Regions from separate parts of the Mus musculus genome. Here region 1 is linked to region 2. Evidence: chromatin contacts called from public HiChIP or PLAC-seq data. All regions are on one chromosome and are shown on one strand. The core of a region is the stretch at or near the end of the contact, and the rest is flanking DNA. Distances in the headings are between cores, read along the strand shown. Region 1 overlaps Thsd7b (thrombospondin, type I, domain containing 7B). Region 2 overlaps Thsd7b (thrombospondin, type I, domain containing 7B).

The links. HiChIP or PLAC-seq counts read pairs in DNA pulled down with a chosen protein or histone mark.
Region 1: a contact with region 2 is called in an H3K4me3 HiChIP or PLAC-seq map of the SCID.adh cell line, with 10 read pairs. The contact joins two enhancer-like sites. A contact is called at or near these places in 1 of 115 datasets of contacts at active chromatin or transcription factors (the SCID.adh cell line) and 2 of 9 other capture datasets (embryonic stem cells and pancreatic islet).

Annotation. Positions count from the first base shown.
Region 1 is chr1:130,156,960-130,161,065 of GRCm38.p6, reverse strand. Thsd7b (thrombospondin, type I, domain containing 7B) reads right to left here. Exons shown (of 28, transcript NM_172485.3): 18 at 1,351-1,492. Among named protein-coding and RNA genes, the nearest start is that of Gm41951, 140 kb to the left of the region's middle. Within about 2 kb of position 1,560, at least 3 of the 459 cell types and tissues checked have an H3K27ac peak or open chromatin away from gene starts, as enhancers often do. A contact at or near this core is called in the SCID.adh cell line, where this site is marked.
Region 2 is chr1:129,835,390-129,839,912 of GRCm38.p6, reverse strand. All of the region lies in intron 12 of Thsd7b (thrombospondin, type I, domain containing 7B), which reads right to left. Among named protein-coding and RNA genes, the nearest start is that of Gm36347, 220 kb to the right of the region's middle. Within about 2 kb of position 1,967, at least 15 of the 459 cell types and tissues checked have an H3K27ac peak or open chromatin away from gene starts, as enhancers often do. A contact at or near this core is called in the SCID.adh cell line, where this site is marked.

The DNA of each region.
Region 1 (4,106 bases), core at 311-2,810, 320 kb before region 2:
AGAAGACAATTAATCCATGATACCAATTTTATGTTTATGCCCCAGTCCTGTATCCCCAAATCTTAACTTCTGAGATGATAGAAGTAGGGAGTGGAATCTTTTAATGGTGACTGGATCAAGACAGTGGAAAGCTCAGAAATGGGATTAAAGTCTTTGTGAGACACTCTAGGGAGCTTGTCAGGAGACATCTATGTACTATGTTTTATAGGATTGCCTTATTGTATTTTAAACTGACCATGGCCCTGTAAACTAATTAACTCTGCCCCCATAATTAATTTGACTTAAAACAACAAAGAATGAAAACTTTCCTCATAGGTGTGGGTGTGAACGATCCTTGACCATGTCAATAAAAACATCTTTAAAAATATTTCTATATCTATAACAGATTAATATATGGTTAAAGAAAATTTGGGGCTGGAGAGATAGCTCACTGGTTAAGAGCACTGACTGCTCTTCCAGAGGTCCTGAGTTCAATTCCCAGCAACCGCATGGTGGCTCATAACCATCTATAATGGAATCTGATGCCCTCTTCTGGTATGTCTGAAGACAGGTACAGTGTACTCCAATACATAAATTAAATAAATAATTTTAAAAAAATTATATGCTTTTTGATATGACACATTTTTTGTTGTATTTCTTAAGAATTGCTATAGAAAGCAAAGATTCAAAGGAAAAGCATGACTACCATGCTGCCATTCATCCATGAAAGATCTAGGCACTTGTACCATGAGTGATCTCAGCTGTTCTAATGCTCATGAAACAGGAAAGATTTTGGCAAAGCATTTTGCTTGTGTAGGCATATTGTGGTGTGTTCCTCAATATTGGCTCCAGGCTTAGACTTACTGTGGTCCTGTGTTTGATGGCATTTTTGCATATCTCCTTGTGGGGAGATGATAGGGAGCAGGTAAGTGTAGTAGCAACTTTCTTGGTTTGGGCACTGCTCTGCATGCTCAGACAAACATAGTGACTAAATAATTCATCTAATGTGATTCTTACTGCTTCTCTACCTCTCTAATATCCATGATTGGTCAGGACTCCCATTTAAAAAAATACCTATGGGGGGAAACTATATGGTAGATTTGAGTAATATACTGAAATAATGAAAGGCATGAGACTAAGCAAACTTTACTGCAGTATCTTTTAAAGCCATGCTCTTCTTCAGAGATCATGGCCTTGATGTATCTACAAGCCATGAATGGATGTTTGTTTTCATGAAGTCAACTGGAGCTAAGTCCTCAGTGTTTCATGTCCTACACATACATTGTCCTCTCCCTCCCCAGTGCCAGGAGAGGATTCACACAAGGTTAGTCAATGTTCAGGGGAAAGAGTCATAGTGGGGTTCAACTCTACCTGTCAGATTGTACTGGAACTGGAAACAGTTTTCATTGAGGAGGCAGGGCCGCACCTGCGAGTCTTCCCCACAAGTTCTTGAGTTCAGTGAGGGCCTCAGCAGATGCCGAGTTCTTCTCTGCATTGCATGGGGGTCACATGACTATGAAAGGTAAGAGCAGGCAGACAAGAATACACAGTGAATGATAAATTATTCCGTTAAATGTACACATGCAGGCACAGAACAGTTACAGAGAGGAAACTGTAGTTACAGCAATGAGGCTGTGGCCACACCTGCAAATGTTACAGCTTGTGGTTAGAAGAGAGAATGGTTTTGTGATGCAAGGTTGGATTGTCTTCTATTTCCATTTCATTTAGCAACCAGTATATTTCATCTTTAAATAAAACAAAAAATTGACTTCAGTTGCTCTAGTTCAACAGAAATAATGACACAGAATATTAAAATGAAAATTATTTTCAAAAAAATCCCAGGATAAACAGCTACACACAAGAATACATTATAAAATTAATGTGGATAAAGTAGAACCTTCTTTTTATTTGGTAGCTCTCTGACCCAAGGGGATGAATCTCTATAATCTTGTCCAACTCCCTCAAAATAAATGTATAAGTGCAAATCCAAAGATTTACTGAAAAATCATCTTCACCTGGGACTATATGTCCTCCCATAGTTTGGGCCATGTAATAATGCTGGAGCCAGATAAATCTATTAGCCACGTCTTATACAACTGGTCTACCCACAGAAGTGCTTCCAGCTCCTCCTTGGGAACAGCCTTCTTCCTTCCTTCCTTTCTTCCTTCCTTCCTTCCTTCCTTCCTTCCTTCCTTCCTTCCTTTCCTTCCTTCCTTCCTTCCTTCCTTCCTTCCTTCCTTCCTTCCTTCCTTTCTTTCTTTCTTTCTTTCTTTCTATTTTCTTCATTTACATTTCAAATGCTATCCCAAAAGTCCTCCAGACCCCCCCCCCCCACTCACCTACCCACCCACTCTCACTTCTTGGCCTTGGCGTTACCCCATACTGAGGCATATAAAGTTTGTAAGACCACGGGGCCTCTCTGCCCAATGAGGGCCAACTAGGACATCTTCTGATATGTATGCAGCTAGAGACACGAGCGCTGGGGGGGGGGGTACTGGTTAGTTCATATTGTTGTTCCACCTATAGGGTTGCAGAGCCCTTTAGCTCTTTGGGTATTTTCTCTACTTCCTCCATTGGGGGCCCCGTGTTCCATCCAATAGCTGACTGTGAGCATCCACTTCTGTGTTTGCCAGGCCCTGACAGCCTTCTTTCAAATGTTGTTCAAACCCTACTCTTCACTTTCCCCAGAGAACTTAATCCAGGTTTACTCCCCCCCCCCAAGAACACCTCTAATGATGCTAAACTCCTCTCTTGTATTTTGAGAAAATTTTACTTATGCTCATGGGTCTGCTGATGGATTTAGTTCTAAATATATCTTTCTTTATATTGCTATTATTTCTTTATTACCCTGTTTCTTCTTTTTCTTAAAAAAATTCATTAGGGCACAAGGTACAACAGCTTCTGCTCCTCTTACAACCCAGTGAAAACCTGGAATAAACTATGTAAAGCAATTTTCAAATAAATATCACAAATACATTCACAACATGCAATTCCAGACCCTGAAAAATCCAGGAAGGTTTATAGATTCGAAGAATAAAAGGGTTTGAATTGTGATCACCAAATAGCCACTTCTATGTCTGAGTTGTCATTTAATTTCTTCTTCTTCCTTTTGCCTCTTCAGGTATCATACTAAACTAAAGCTTGTATACTGAATCTTGGTTAATTCAAAATGACAGTGTTGGATTACACTGAACTATGGGGGAAAGTTCACACATCTTCTTCTAAAGTTTAGGTAACTGAAACACCTTTGCTATCCATGTGATTTCACACTCAAATAATCTGTTAATATTTACAATTTTATATTTAATTATATTACATTGCATCCATATGATCAAGAAGAAACAATCAATTATATTCACACAAATCCCATGCTAATGGTTACCAATAATTTATTTCTATTTTACCATGTAATTTGAATTCATGCACTCATCGAGGAGGAATAAAAACTGATTGGTAAATAAAGGAAAACAATAGAATCCTGGTAGACTTTCTAGATTAGGGCTCTGCTGCATTTGTTTCTCATAAAGTAATCTGTTTGAAATAAGTGACTATATACCAGGACCCACACATCTGCTTAGTTTAAGCCACCAGATAAAAGGGAAGATAAAACAGAAACACAAATCAAATGAATCTACAGAGCTTCACTTCAGGTCAGCAGTAATCTGATTTGAACATTTTTCAGACTTTAGAATATTTGCATAGACTTTAAGAGTTGGTTGGTATCTTTACTGTCAAAACACAAAGTCTGAAACATCTTGAAATCTAAAAACCTATAGTAGTACAATAACACATGGTATATTTTGCTTCATCTAAACTCATAGGAGGCAAGTGGATAGTGATAATGTATGATTTGATGAGATTTTTAGGATTTCATCCATCAAATCTCATAGTATGTACATTTGTTTAACATGGCTGGCTATAAACTATCCTCTTTGGTTTAATTTTCTGTTCAGATAATCTAGATATATTGAAATCAAACATTTCATCTAATTCCCTTGTCAATTCCTTATCTATAGACACAATTGAAGAGGACCTCATGGGTGATTGGAATTTATATAAATAATTCAAATTCTTCTTAGAGTCCTCTAATAAAAGAAAATACTCTTATGAAACTCCTTTTATGAAAA
Region 2 (4,523 bases), core at 718-3,217:
AGTGATGTTTTTGTGTGTCAAGTTTACAAGGGGTCAATTGTACTGGCTAGTTTTGTGTCAACTTGACACAGCTGGAGTTATCACAGAGAAAGGAGCTTCAGTTGAGGAAATGCCTCCATGAGATCCAACTGTAAGGCATTTTCTCAATTAGTGATCAAGGGGGAAAGGCCCCTTGTGGGTGGAACCATCTCTGGGCTGGTAGTCTTGGGTTCTATAAGATAGCAGGCTGAGCAAGCCAGGGGAGGCAAGCCAGTAAAGAACATCCCTCCATGGCCTCTGCATCAGCTCCTGCTCCCTGACCTGCTTGATTGAGTTCCAGTCCTGACTTCCTTTGGTGATGAACAGCAGCATGGAAGTGTAAGCCAAATAAACCCTTTCCTCCCCAACTTGCTTCTTGGTCATGATGTTTGTGCAGGAATAGAAACCCTGACTAAGACAAACCTTTTTTTTTTTTTTTTTTTTTCATGCCTTTTAGAATACTGGTGCCTCCTATCCAGTCCATATTCCTCCCTCGTGGGATTACGCCCTATAGGACCTATGGCTATTTTTTTCCCAGGGTCAGAAACAAAACATTCCTCTGACAGTACCTTGCTTCTCTTGGTGCCTCAGTTGTCTTTCCTGCAATCGGAGTTTGCCATGAAGACTTTTTTTTTTATATTGTTCCTACTTCTCCCCCAAGGCCCCTGAAGTTGTGTTTCTGTAACTCAATTCACAGTTTTCTGTTCTTGTCAACATCAGTACCAACTATTCAAAATGTCAATGCTGAATAACACTTCGCCAGCAATGCTCAGCACAGTTACTATTCTTCTACTCTCCTTGACATGTCTTGGATGTCATGCTACTCTCATGCTACTGATTTTCTACTGAACCACTGACCACAACTTTGAGTCTATGGGTTCTTTCTAAATTCCCCAATCTCTTAGCTCAGATTTAGCATTGTACCTCCCCCTAGGTAAATGCAATCTTTCTGGCTAGTTCTCATGTTATCTCATACAAAACTTTGGCTGATGTCCCTCCACTCATTCTGGCTAACTGTTCCCTTAACTCATGCACAAATCTCATCATCCTTACTCTCAAACACATTCAAAATTGACCTATTTCATCCCTCTATTGTTTGGTGTGTGTGTGTGTGTGTGTGTGTGTGTGTGTGTGTGTGATAGCCATCATTCCCTTGGAAGGATATAGTGACCTAATTGGCCACTTTGCTTGCCCTTCCACTTATAGTCTCTCTTCTGCTCAATGGCCATGTGAAGCTAAGCCCATCTGTCTCCTGGGTAAAGTCTGTTGTCAGGGCCCATTGCACTCACAGCAAGCATCTGATGTTATCATGAGCCTCTCTACAACTGGCTGCTGCTTCTCCACCTCTCTGGACTCCTCTCTCACTGTTGCTCCTGGTGGCATTTCTTGCTTAAGTTTACCATCCTTTGATATTCACTGAATGCTGCAGGCTCTTTCCAATCTGGGAGTTTCTCATCTCCCAGGTATTAGCATCATCCACTCCTTCCTTCCTTCAAGTATCTGCTAAAAGATCCCTTTCTCAGCAAATGTTTCCTGTTAACATAATTAAACTTAACTGTCCTTTTACTACTTCATTTTTTATTCTAGTTTTCTTGAAAGCATTTATCATGATTGACATCAGATACTAGACATTCATTTGTTGGTAAGCTCTTTCCTTCCACACCACATTTATTATAGAAGATAAAGTATGCTTATTCTATTTCTATAGTTCAACATCTAGAACTAACTGGTGCCTATAGTATAGTAGGTCTCATTAAAGATCTTTACAGAGGATGAATAGATCAGTGAAGGGAGAGCCACACAAGCCTGCCTGAGAGAGCCAGAAGCAAATACAGAAAGCTGCCGAGGTCAGTGGCAGTTGCCTGCAAGCCAGGGAAGGGAAAGCCAGAGCAGCTGTTCACAGAGTAGATGAGGGCAGTTGGGTTAATGCCCATCATAAACATTAACTGGCCAGCTGTGAGGCAGTGTTCCAGCACACAGTGATTTTTTAAAAAAAGTCAGGATGAGAGAAGATTCAATGTCACACCATAAATCACATGAGAGGTTACACGTTCCAGCTGTGAAAATATTTCTATCTCTGTACCACGCAGAAGAGAACTCCAGTGAAGAATGCTGGGGCTCCCACAGGCACCCAGTCTTCACGGCCACACTTCCCAGCCCCATTGTTTTCCAGAGTTCAGTGTTTCCTTCACAGAACCCTCATATCTCTCCTTGCTAGTTTGGCTCATGCTCTGTTCTCCTTAGATGCCACATGAGCTCTTTCAACATTCACACACACACACACACACACACACACACACACACACACACACACACACACTCAGCCCCTTCCCACATCAGGTGCTCACCTACTGATGAGCCCAAGCACATCTGCTTTGTCTCAGCGAGTTCACTGTATCCCTTCCCACTATCTGTTTATTATCTCAGCAATCTTACCCATCCTCTCCGGGAGTCTTAGCAGTCCTCCAGCATCAGAGGCTTTCAGGCAGCATATTGTGCATGTGAGGAAATTATCTCCTCTAGTTTACATAAATTTGGTAGTACCTTTTGAAAATGTCATTTTTCCATGTGAAGAGGCCCTAATGCATGATCCCTGCATAGACAATAGACAGTCACAAGCATATCATCCGACTGTGCAACTCAACTCGTGGGTGAAGCACAGGTGAGATACAATTATCATTAGAACGGAGAAGGAGGGAAAGAGGAAGACAGAGAGGGTGGCTGGAATAAAGAATGGCAGAGGAAGGAAGCAATGAAGGGAAGGAGATAGGATTTTGAGTTTTCACAGCCTTCTACAAATCACAGGAGGACTTGTTAGGGTTAAGTTCTTAATTACAGAAAAGAAGATACCACTATAAGAAATATGGATTTAAAGAAAATAAATTAACTTTTTCTTTTTATTTTTTGGGGGGTTTAGAAACAAGAGCAGGGGCACACAGGAATAAGAAGCAATTTAAAAAGCATTAGGTTTTTAAATGCTAAGTATAATGAAATTCCTGTTTGATTTCCCTTAGTACATGCATAGTAGCAGAACAATCCTATCTGTGAGACAGTCCTGTGAAGCTGTAATCAACCTTTATCTCCTACTACTCATTACTCAAAGTAGATGAAATATTTCCATCAGGCATATAACAGTGACACATGGCAATTCTCCTATCTGGAATATTGTTCAATATTTTATTACCCAATTGAAAGAACTATGCAAAAGACTGCCTACAGCATCGTGTTTTATAGTTTAAGGGCAATTTTCGAAAAATACAACAAATCTATATAGAGAGACGGTTTACAGCTCCTATCTATCATTCACTTATGCCAAATCAATTTCCTGTTCAGAATAGAGAGAGGGCGTGATGCGGGAGCAATGTTTCAAACCTAAAACTGTGTATAATATTTAACAGCTAGTTACATCTACAAGCTGAGATATTCTTTAACATGTACAATGAGGTGTCATTCTTCAAAGAAAATTGTCTCCTCAAATCTTTCTATATTTCAATAGAGGTTGGCGGCTGTAGTAAAACATTATTTTCTAACTGCCTCTGAGATTTCTGGCTCTCTAAGAACATGAACACTATAGCATAAGTACAATCAATAGCTCTTGTAGCTCCTCTTAGATGTACTTGTGTTTAAATAAAGAGCACACCAATTTAGTTTAGTGGAGTTCCAGTATGCTGCCTATGATGGAGAAGATATGCCCTTTGGGTTCAGTCCAGGAGTGTAAGAGGAGCAAAGATGGATAGTACCTATTTTGTAAGAATGCAGTAAGGCACAATGGGTCTTTGCTGCTTTAATTTTAGAAGCTGCCATATTTATATAATCCATCTTTGAGAATCGATTTAGTTTAAAAAAATACTTGAGAATTTTTAAACTGAATTTGTTGGCTTTAAAAATGTTACCAAATCTAACCTGAACTCAAAATGTTTACATGCAAAATGATTGGGAGCTTAGAGAGCGCATAGCCAGGCCGGAGATACCCCATTTGATATATCCTGAGGTCCCCTACAACCTTAACATCTAAAAGTCTTCAGAAATGACAGAGTCTAAATGTTACTATATAAGCCAAGTGTTAAGAATAATACAGATAAGGTAGGTATGCTAAGTCAATCTTGTAATCCTACAATCCCTTGTTAAGTCAAATCAGGAGTAGCAGGAGTTTGAAACCAGCTTGGTTAAATATCAAGTTTCAGACCAAGATGGACTATATTGTGCAACTATCTAAAAATATAAAAGTAAAAGTAAAAATCCACCAATAACCAAGAACAAAATAATAAGAAAAGAATAATGAACCACTTTATCGGAAATAAAATAGGACAGGCAACATTACAAATGTGAGGCAAACATTTGACTCTGGACTGCAGACGATAGGAATCTCAGCTTGAAGTTGGCTTTTGCTTGAGGAACTACTAAGTACGTTGTGATGTAAGGAGCCACAAGATCCAGGAGCCAATGGAATGAGCATCTACCCACAAGATGCAGAGCCAGATGCTGGGGTTTGTTGTTTCCAATGA